Regions from separate parts of the Mus musculus genome. Here region 1 is linked to region 2. A link is a contact called in public promoter capture Hi-C data. All regions are on one chromosome and are shown on one strand. The core of a region is the stretch at or near the end of the contact, and the rest is flanking DNA. Distances in the headings are between cores, read along the strand shown.

Region 1 (5,591 bases), core at 1,876-4,375, 1.4 Mb before region 2:
GGTATTCCTGGTGCCTAATCTAGGGAGACCAGAGATGCCACTCAGGCTCATACAATGCACAGAACTACTATATCTTGTCCATATGTCAAAAGCATCAAGGTTGACCTGGGGGGTGTGGCTTAGCTGGTGCTTGCTAGTATACATGAAACCCCGGTTCCACCCCAACCCCAACCCAGCAACCTGTACTCAGTAGGCAGAGGCAGTGGGATCAGAAATTCAAGATGGTCCTTAGTTACATAGGGAATTGGAGGCCATCCTGGGCTACATGAGACCTGTCTCAAAAACCAAAATATAAAAAACAAAAAACAAAACTGTGTCAAAGTTAAGAAACCCTGTTTGAATCATGCGTCAGAAAGATTACAAGAGCCGGAAGTTACAGAGTACTGCCATAAGGCATAAGGCAGTGTTTTCCTGACATGCCGGGGCAGACACACACATGAAGTCACTGTAGCCCTGGTTACCTAAACAAATCGAGGCAGTGAACATAGCAAGAGGTATGAGAGAGGGACGTATGAGACCCTCCACTTCTAGTTGAGGAACTACAGGCAGTTAATCACTGAAATGGAGATGGGGGCGGGGGGAATCAGTTTTCTTCAGGGATGTGGATCCTGGTAGGTCCCCATTTTAGAGAGGATTGGCCCATACCACAATTATATGGGCAGCACAAATTCCACTCAGTGGGTTACTGGAGAGAGAGAGAGGAGGGTGGTAAGCTTGGGAGGGGCTGGGATGAATCCAGGAAGAGTTAAGGGAAGACATGGGGAGTGAATATGATCAAAATATATTATTAATATTATAATAAGAAACAATAGAGCTAGCATAGAGACATAATGTGCTTTAAAAGATTTTTATATTCATGGGTATTTTGCCTGCATGTATGTCTGTGTACCATGTGCATGCCTGGTAATTCTAGTTTGTGGCAAGTTGACATTAAAACCATAAGCCATACTAGCCAGAGCTAGGGAAGTGGAGACAGGAGACTCCCCAGCTCTTACTGACCAGTCTGTCTGTTGTACTTGGTGAGTCCCAGGGCAGGGAGAGGCCTGGCGTCAAGAAACCAGGGTGGCTAGCACATGAGGAATAAAAGCCAGAAGAGGCTCTCCAGCCTCCACATGCATATCCAGGCTCCTGCACACACAAATTAGCTGTATGGAGCAAACCAGCAGAGGTGATGCACTCAGTTTCTTATGGTAAACCCCTTCAGCAGTCACTGTTTTCGGTTTCCACTTGCAAAAGAACTTTCTGAAACCTCCCCTGTAGGAAGAGGCGAAGACGGGGGCTAGGACCACACACGTCAGTTTTAGTGGTCTCTTTGGAAGACACCTATGATGTCCCTCTGAGGGAATGCCAAAAGGAAGGAAGAAATTGTCTTTATTATCCTCGAATCTCAAAATCCAACAGCCAAGCACTCAGAGTCAAAGGAGCGAAAGGAAAAGTTGCAGAAGCTGGGAAATAGTCCAACAAAGTAGGCCCTTCCACCCTCATTTATTAAAGGCGTTTTCTACCACAATCCTCAAGAGATAGAATCACAGGTCTGGATAAGCCCACACAATAACCAGAGGCCCACGTGAAGCCTTTCTCCTAGGGATGTCCACACTGCCCATGTGTGTGTTAGTGACATGCAAATACAAGGTGTACAAGGAACAGAACAAACCTCAGGCAGGCCAGACCCCACCCCCTCCTTCCAAAGTGAGGAGTCTAAAGATCTGGGCACTAGTCCCAGCCTGGCTCCTAACATGCTGATCAAAAGCAGGTCTCCCACTGAGGGCTTTGATCGGCTGTAAAATGAGGGACTTGAACAGACATACACAAGCAGCCGTCTCAGGTGCAGTGAAGACTTGAACCAAGCAAAGCCTCAGTTTCCCCATCCGTTTATTCCCGAGATCATCACCTTTGAGACACAAATGTAAGCTGAACCTGCTCCTGCCTCCCTGGCACAGAACAAAAATGTCCCAGGAAACGGGAAACAATGTTTTTGACCCAGATGGCAGCTCCAGGATCCATTCCCTGTGGTAACCCTGGAGTCCAACCCGGCAGCTTTGACCTTCTTCCCAGTTCTTCCCATCCTGCCAGCCTCAGTGCAGCCTGTCTCTCACTCAGATATCCCAGGGGAAAGTTCCCAGAAGTTTCTATGGGAAAGCAACACAAACCACTACCCGCCTGGCCTCTCTCTCCCCTTCCTCCAACCTTCTTCCTCTCCTACCCGAGTTTGTTGCGACCTACTGCTCCCAAGACGGGCAGACTTTAGAAAGTCAGTCCCTCCAGGTCACAGAGGGCTGAAATGATCCCACACAGATGGAAAAACTAAAATTTCCCATCTGCACAACGGAGCACGTGAAAAAACAAAAAACCGCTACTAGCCTGAACAATGTGGTTCTGGCTTTATTCTGACAGTAAGCCTTTCCCGCCCCCTTTCTGAGCCTTGGCCGGTGCCTGAGACCACGGGTCTCAAAAGGGAACGAGGGTGTTTTGACAAAACCCTAGAGTGCAAATGTCTAGCACGCATCGTTGCCGGGGCGGCTACAGAATTGTCTTCTGGAAAGAAGTGAGTTTAGCGGCGGGAAGGGATGAGCGAAGGTGAGGGGAGTGAGCCTCACACAGAGCCCTTGAAGTTTTTGCCTTTGGAGAGAAGAGGGCTCCGTCAGAGTGGACGATAGTATGTTAAGGGAAGAGAGATCGGCTGCTCCCCGTAACTCCTAGGGCCGGATAGAGGACCGTGGACTGGTCCGTGGGGTCCACATCCGGGGGCGCGGGGACGGGGCGGGGTACTCACAGGGTGCGCTGCATTGATGAGCAGCAGCAGCCACAGCAGAAGCAGTGACAGCCGGGGGCTCATGGTGCTGAGCATGCTCCGCCCACTGTTGATCCCCTTTGTGCTCTGGCCTCTTCAGGAGCTGGGTGTCCGTCTCTGTGTCCAGCTCAGCGTCCTGCATGTCGTCCAGGACCCTGGGCGACCCCCAAGCCCAGAGAAGCCATGGCTGGACCTACCCAATCCGACCAGACCCACAGCCAGGCTAGGGACTGCTGCTCCCTGAAGGAGGTGGCAAGACTGTTAACTAACCTGCAGTGCCTATTGATAAAGACTGGACGACAGCTCGCGACTCCACCCTGCAGGGAATAGCAGGGAGGGGTTGGGGGGCGGCACAGAGCTGGAAGGGAGGAGAGAGGAGGAGGGACCCTAGACACCCGCATAGAGGCAGCTGCAACCTCCCTCCTTCCCTTCCAATCCAGAAAGTACTTTCTCTGGAGGACTTAAGTCACGTGCCTTCAGCAGTGACAAGGTAGGCAACACCTTTTCTTTTCTTTTCTTTTCTTTTCTTTTCTTTTCTTTTCTTTTCTTATCCTCGATTGAGACATGGTCTCACTATATAAGCCAGGCTTACTTTGAACTCTCAGACCTCCTGCCTCAATTTTCCTAACCCTGGGATTACAGATGTGGTCTCCTACACCATTTCCCAGGCTGACTTTTATACAAACAGAATTAAGTCTACCTCAACTTGGTCCTACAGAACACTCTTGTTCCTTAGCTTCCAGTGATTTTTCTAGCATTAGAGTCACCACACCCAGCGCATGCAGAGCTAGAGATCAAACCCAAGGCTTCCGCCGACAGCCCAACAAACAGCACTGCTCTGTGTGAGAGGAGATGGTGGAGACTGTGGTGGCCGCTATGCTATGGGAAAATACCGTTCTGTACATTCTCCAAGTTTCAACGTCACCCTCCCTGGGAAAGAGAGGGACCATTCTTTTATGTCAATGGCCTCTTTAGTTCTAATTCAGTGCCCCAGTCACACAGTAGCAGAAAGTGGGACATTAAACCAAAGTCCCAACCATCAGAACCCTAGATATTCAATATGTCCTTCCAATGGTGTTTTAAAGGTCATCCTGAGGAGGGGAGAGGCTGTGCTTGGCTTTGGGGTAAGTTATATCAATACTTCCTGTGTGCACGCCTGTGTGGAGGTGTGTGTAGAGATTAAGGATCGGCAGTGAACGTTCTTCCTCCGTCACTCCTCCCTTACCTTTTGAGGCAAGGTCTCTCAGTGAACTTGAAGCTCATTACTTGGCTACACCTCTGGCCACTGAGCCCTAGGGGTCCTCCTCTCTCTGCCTCCCCAGTGCCAGGATAGCTAGTGCTCACACACTGCTATGCCTGGCTTTTTATAAGGTCCTCACACTGGCACGGCAAGCACTTTACAGACTGAGCCAATTTCCTGGCCCTCTTGTAGACACACTTAGCATCTCACGGAGGCAGGTTTCAAGGTTAGACACAAATCTTCAGAAAATGAAAATTTCGTCAAATGCCGAAGGGAAAGAAGTCTCCCTCCTTCCCCTTTCTTTCGGCATATCCTTCAGGATACTTTGCCTCTTTACAGCATGTGCAAATCTAAAACTATCAACAAGCCCCCAGCCAGCTTTGAATCCCAGTACCCTCTCCAATTCCTTCTAGACCTTATTATTTTTGGAGAGCGTCTCTAGCCCAGACTTGCCTTTAATTCCCTCTGATATAGCTGGGGGTGCCCTTGAGTGTTTGGTCCTCCGATCCACATGCCAAGTGCTGGGACTGCAGATACTTTCCATCACAACTGGTTTCATGTGATGCTGGGACAGATCTTTGTGATCTATGGGATGCTTTGTAAATTAAAGTTAGGCAGGCGCTCCACAGGCGCTTGGTTACTGCTTGTAGCTTCCTACTTGTCGGAAAGGGCTGAGGCGTTTCCTCTTTTGTTTGGCTAAACACAATGCTAGATACGTTTTTAGTGGCTGTGATAAAATACTTTGACAAAAGCAGCTTAGGGGGAAGAGATTAGTGTGGCTCACAGTTTGGGAACACAGCCCATCATGGTGGGGAAGGCACAGCAGCAGGAGCGAGAGGCAGATGGTCACATGGCATCCATAGTTGGGAAGCAGAGAGAGATGCATGCTGGGACTCAGCTTACATTCTCCATTTTAACTGGGTCCAGGACCGCAGCCTATGGGATGGTGCTGCCCACAGTTCTGGTGGGTCATCCTGTCTCAATTAGCCTAACTAGTTAATTGCATCAACTAGTAACATCAGCTATCACACTGAGTTAGAAAACTGTTTTATTTTCTTCACATTGTGATAAGGCTTCACCAAGCTGGCTGGTGATTCTTTGTTTTTGTTTTTGTAATTATTTCTCCGGTTATGTTGTTTCTTTTTTCTTTTCCCACAGCAGGAATAAGATATGCTAGAGGATTAACATTATTCAACAAATATTTATCAATCTCCTGCTCTGCTCCACAAGCTACATTAGGGTGATAGAGGCCTGTGGCAATTACCCTTGCCAACCTCAGCTCATGTGGACCAGCTACAGTTCTACAACGTCATCCTCTCTAGGATACTAAGAAGGATGCTACTTAATTTAAGAGTTCTGCATCACCACAAAATGAATAATTCTTTTGGTTAGCAAACAAAGCAACTGTGGAATGCAGAGTGAGCAGTTATTTTTCAGACGGCAGTAAATTCTATGCAAAGTATATGGAGATGCTATAAAGATGGTTTCCTTGGTAAAGTGATTGTAAGATAAGTATGAAGGCCTGAATTTGATCCCTAGCATCTGCATACAAAGCCAACT
Region 2 (5,691 bases), core at 283-2,782:
CCATTGCTTCCTCAAAGCACCCAAAGAAACAGTGCTGCTTTGTAGTGGCTCTCAGGCTCTCAACCTCAACGTTTGCCTTCCTCCTTTCATGCTAAGTCAAAATCTTAAAAGTATCTGAGTTGGCTCACAAAACTTCCATCTCAGGCACAGATACATAAACCACACCACGCCTCAAACAAGGATAATGTTTTATGCAACTAGATTTCAAATACTTCCGCTCAAGGTCACCTTCAACTTCATTTTTAAGATAGGATGAGATTAAATACCTAATGGCTACTCACAACAATCCAAAAGAAACCACAGGTAACCCTATAGAGTGTAATACAGTTAGCATATATTTATTCTATAGCAATTTTAACTGTGGGCTCAACACCACCACCGGGATCTGCAGTCTCATGTCCCTAGTTTGATTACCATTTTCAATGGTTTGGAGTTATTTTTTAAAAGAAAAAAAAAAAAAAACTGAAGATACACCAGTGAAACCTGGCCAACCCTCGGCTTTCTAAGAAGGGGCATGTCTTCCTAGAGGAGTTCTGAACATACATGAATCAGAAGCCAGGAAGTACAAATAACAAAGAAATCCAAAAGAGGAGACTTGGGGGGGGGGTCCAAAGAAGCACTTAAGGGTCTGTAGTTAGGGCTGACAGCCCCTGGGATGTCTTCTTGAGCCCACATCAAACACACTTTGGGTTAAGTACGGCACATATAATAAACTGTGACTAGGATGGAAATAAAGACAGGTTGAAGCTGGTTCTGGCGAGTTCAGAAAAAGAAATGCCTGCCTATTAGCCCTGCAGCCAGCTGCACCATAGCGAGGGGGATAAAAAAATCAAAGAATCCCGGAGTCACCAAAGCAATTTGGGGAGGTGAGGAAGTTCTATTTCCTAAAAGAGGGAGTTCAGAGAACTTTGCAAAATCCCGCGGGACCCTCTTCCCTTAAAGTGCGCTAGCGAAATCCCCACAGAAGAGGAGATTTCTAGGGGCCATACCAAGTTGACCCCGAGCAAGGGCAGCCACCCCCTGAAGCCCGAGCCCTCAGGGCTGCAGCGCAGACCTGCTCCCGCTATCCACCTGTGGGCCCAAGGGCCGAGAAGAGCAAAGAGCGGGCGGGGCCTGGCTTCCCGGGACACTCCAGCTCCTGATAGATGAGGCAAGTTTATTTCTCCTATTGGAGTGGGGAAGGGAGAGGAAAGGCGACGAAACCCGGCTGGGGACACAGCGAGTGGCAAGGAAACCTCGAAGAAGCAGCCCGCGGGCATCAGTGCGCCTCTTCCCCGACCATTCCCTAGGGGCCTCCCGGAGGGCCCTTCTCTGGAGGCCTGAGGTTAGTCAGCGCTCGGACCCCGATCGTAGGCAGGTGTTGCCACGTCTTACCGCAAGTAGCTGCCAGAGTTGTGCTGGTTGTAGTGTTCGGGCTGCGTGTGCCAGAACAGCATGGCTGAGGCTTCCGCAGCACCGGCCGGGGCGTGGCACCGAGCTGGACGCGGCAACCCTGGCCGCCGTCCACCTTTAAGCAGCACCCACTCGAACCTGAGTGGGCTGCGGCCGGCGCCTTTTATAGGCCGTCAGGTGGGCGTGGCATTAGGGGCGTGGTTATTGCAGGGCCGTCCCTACGGCTAGCACGGCCGGAGGGAGGCGCTGAGCCGCACCTGCCGGAGCTGTGCCTTTCTGGGAGCTGGCACTTGCTTAGCTACTGACCCTGGGGACACAGCCACTCTCGCTGTGGCCTACTGGCCTCTGAGCTTCCACGCTGAGCCCAAGGCAGTTGCTCAGGGCGAGATTGTGGCCAGGAGCACCTAAGCACTCCCCTTAACGTTTTTGTTTTTCCTCGCTCTGAACACTGACCTTATACCCTTTTTTCTCTGTTGCTTTTACTTGTCTTTAACTCCATGACTAGCTCACTGAGCATATCATACATGAAGTCACCTAGCATACACAAAGCTCTAAGCCCAGGTGTGGTACAACAGGTCTCTAATCCCTGCACTGGTAGAGGCAGGAAGATCCAAAATTCAAGGTCATCTTCTGCTGCACAGTATATAAAATAAAATAATAAAAATAAACTTAAAAGAGATGCCTGGGCCTCTTACTCAGAGCCCAGAATCAGTCCTTAGTCTGAGTCCAGATGAGCCTAGGAAGCATCAGAAAAGAAAGTTTCAGACAGGTTTGTGACAGTCCTTCTTTGACAAACTGGGCTCGTGTGACATGCAGAAGAGTTTAGGAGATGGGATGAAGTGTCCAGGTGTCAGAAACACGGGAGGCAACGGGAGGTAAGATTCTCTTTCCACTTCCTTTAATAGGGTTGTTTTTAAGTCTCTGTGTGTGGGTGGGTGGGTGGGTGGGTGTGTGTGGGAAGGACACTGTGCCTTAGTGTGTGTGCAGTGTAAACAGCTTGCAGGAGTCATTTCTTTTTCTTCTACAATGGGAGTCTGGCTATGCAACTCAGCAAGGACCTGTGCTGTGCTGCTGTGCCTGCCACCTTTCTGCTCCTTTAAGATTTTGGATGTTCTTTATAATTGGCTTTTGGAAAGTCGAGTCTGCCTGAATGTGAACAGTAGTAGGCCATGGGTAGATGGGCAAGCAGAAAGGTACACAGTTCCTAGAGGTGAACCCACAGGGTGATGTCTCAGGACCTCATTAGGCATACGTTCTGCTTAATTGAATGAGTCTATAAAGACTTCCTGGGCCTGCAAGCATAGGCACACAAGTCCCCCTTCCTTTGCTGGCTCTGCACTGTCTCCAGCCACAGGTTGCTGCTCTGTGAGAAACCCTTGGGATACTCCCTGTCTGCCTCTCCAGGGACCACCTCTGCTGCTCTTGATGCTCCTAGAGGTCACATGTGTCAGGGGTTGGGCAACATTCCTGTAGCTATCACACCCAACTCTGTGGATGTGTGACAATGCAAAGGCCATTTTAGTCCTAGAGCTCTCATGGGAGAAACTGGAAAGTGATCACCTCTTCCCTTCCCAGCTCTCCCAGATACCGATACTAAAGAATTCTGTAACCAACATCCTGAGCACTAAGTTCTCCATCAGGGACCAGAACGGGGACATGCTTTCAAAAGGAGAGCACCCTAGGATAATGTCAAGAAGCCAGCCCTTCCAGAGGCTCCTATCATTCTAGCCAGGCAAGTGGACAAGCAGAAGATGACAGAGGGAAGTGTTACTATTATGGGAACCATGTGTGTGTGGTGGTGAGACCAAGACTGCCTTTGAAACTCTCCAGGTGTGGGTGGCAGTGAAGCTAAAGCCTAGCAGAGGTGAATGTGGGAATGCCCTCAGACACACATCAAGTGCTAAGGCTTGCAGAAAGGGAATCCACAAACACAAGCACGCTCCAGGGGCTCTGCCTTCACTGCTGAGCTGTCAGCTGTGACCTGAGTGGGGGTTAATTGAGCCCAGGGTGTTTGTACCAAGTGTCTGTATTGGTCCTCACCCCTTCCCTTCCAAGTGGGCTTGTCACAGGCATAATGCTAGACAAGAATCAGTCAGATTCATAGGGTACCACGAAGACTCCCACTTTGTCCAAGCCCTAAAATAAATCTGTTGGAGAGGAACTGCTTTCTGGCATCCCATCCCCTCAGGGCTCCAGCAAAGACAAACTTCAGTGGAAACTCCTTCCAAGCTGAGGATCCCGGCCCTAAGAACCTAAAACTAGGAATAAAAAGATTTACTTTCTGGGTTTGTTAAGAGCTTTCGGGGAAGAGGAAAGTGGATTCTTTTGTCCAAGTGTGTGGCGGGTGACCACAAAACTCTCTCCGGAGGGCAAGGGCAGCCTTTTGATTCCTGCTGGGAGGATAAGGATGAATTTGAGCTTTTGACTTCTCAGTCTTTGGGAAAACAATTAGTCTAGTAAAGAGAGGACTGATATGCAGATGAACCACTTCTTTTTGGTCTCTATTTTGTAAATGTATGTGATTTGCATAGACGGGAATATCAACTTTTAAAAACAATTTTATTTGCAGCTGGGGACATAGCTTTCAGAGGACAACTTGTCTCAATTGGACTCAATTCGCTCCCTCTAGCAAGTGAATCCCAGGGATCTAGCAGGGATTGTCAGCCTTGGAGACAGGCACTCTTACCTACTGAGCCATCTCATCAGCTGTGAGCCCAGTGGCTGGAACCACCACCTCCTCCTCCTCCTCCTCCTCCTCCTCCTCCTCCTCCTCCTGTTTTTTTTTTGTTTTTTTGTTTTTTTGTTTGTTTTTGGGTTTTTTTGGTGTGTTTTTTGGGGGGGTGGGGTGCGGGGGGGGGTGGGGTGCGGGGGGTGGGGAAGGGAGGTTTCAAGACAGGGTTTCCCTGTGTAGCCCTGGATGTCCTGGAACTCACTCTGTAGACCAGGCTGTCCTCGAACGCAGAAATCCACTTGTCTCTGCCTCCCAAGTGCCTGGCGGCTGGAATCTTTTTGACACATTCTCTCACCTAAGAGCCTGGGGTTCAGGAGGTGGACACCACAGCTGTGCCTTGGGTCTAGCCTATACACCCAGGTCCCTGCCTTTTGATGACCACAGTCCCAGAGTTCTTTTCTTCACCTAGTACTGGGGGGTGGGGGGACGACTTGATCAACATGTATGTCTGCCCTGAGAATCAACCTGAGGGTCCCTCAAGAACAAAAATAAGCCTCCCATTCCTGCAGAGTCCCTAGGAGCCCCCCATTTTATCAGTTCCATGAGGGACTCCCAGTTTTCCTTGGAGGTCCATATGACTCTGAAGCCTGCACTCTTGAGAATATGGTTTGAATGGGCAAACAGGAGGTCATAGTGGCCTGGAGAGAGGAGCTGGGATTTGGCTGGAGGTAGAATGTGTAAGCATTTTTAGGGAATTATCATGAGCTCAGGGGCCAGCAGCTGTAGGGGAGTAGAGGAAGCAGTGGGCAGGGGTCCAGTTAAGCTATAATGCCTCTCAGTGGATGCCTTGGGGGACTCCAGAAACCAGATGGTAGCAGGGCACCAAGTGCCCTATCCAGGACCAGACACATCAGCTGGGCATGTTAGCACCTGCCATGTTCTCTGAACTCAAAGCCATCACTTACAGCCAAGTTGATGGAGCCTCTTGGAGCTGTTGTAGATCTTTGTAAAGGTACGTGTGTGAAGCAGAGCAAGCTTAGCCAGGGACTTCTCTTGGCTGTGTACCTCTCATCCCTTGTCCAGTTACTTTAGCAGTTGTAGCAGCGGGGTAGCTCCTCATGAGCTGACTACAATTACTTTCTGTTGCAAGGAACAGAAACCCAAAGTAAGGGCAGGCAGGCAGGCAAGATGGTTCTATCCGTGGGTCCCACATGGCAGGAAGAGGAAACTGACTCATGCAATGTATTCTCTGACTGGCACATACACATCATGTCAATAGTGCACCCGCACATATATACACAAACACACAACACATAATAAAATGTAATAAAAAAGAAACCATAAATAAGTGTAAGGGACCAGGCACACAGCACAGTTGGTAGGGTCCTTGCTGAGCTTGTACAAAGCCTTCAAGAACTCTGTAAAACCAGCCACAGTGAGTCATGACTATCATCACAGTCTCTGGAGATGAAGTTGGGAGCATCAAAAGTTCAAGGACATCCTCGGAGAGTTTGAGGCTATCCTGAAATACAAGAGACATTACCTAGAAAAAAAGAAAAGAAAGAAAGAAAGAAAGGAAGAAAGAAAGAAAGGAAGAAAGGAAGGGAGAGAGAGAGAGAAAGAAGAAA

What was found. Promoter capture Hi-C pulls out the DNA fragments that hold promoters and counts their contacts.
Region 1: a promoter capture Hi-C map of hippocampal neurons shows a contact between it and region 2, with 5 times the contacts expected there. The contact joins the promoter of Sctr here to the promoter of Tfcp2l1 in region 2. A contact is called at or near these places in 6 of 39 promoter capture datasets (the 3T3-L1 cell line, the HPC-7 cell line, cranial neural crest and 3 more).

Annotation. Positions count from the first base shown.
Region 1 is chr1:120,004,514-120,010,104 of GRCm38.p6, reverse strand. Sctr (secretin receptor) reads right to left here and starts at 3,125. Exons shown (of 14, transcript NM_001012322.2): 1 at 2,774-3,125. The coding sequence starts at 2,848. It also overlaps a transcript of Cfap221 not described here.
Region 2 is chr1:118,623,786-118,629,476 of GRCm38.p6, reverse strand. Tfcp2l1 (transcription factor CP2-like 1) reads right to left here and starts at 1,532. Exons shown (of 15, transcript NM_023755.2): 1 at 1,375-1,532. The coding sequence starts at 1,436.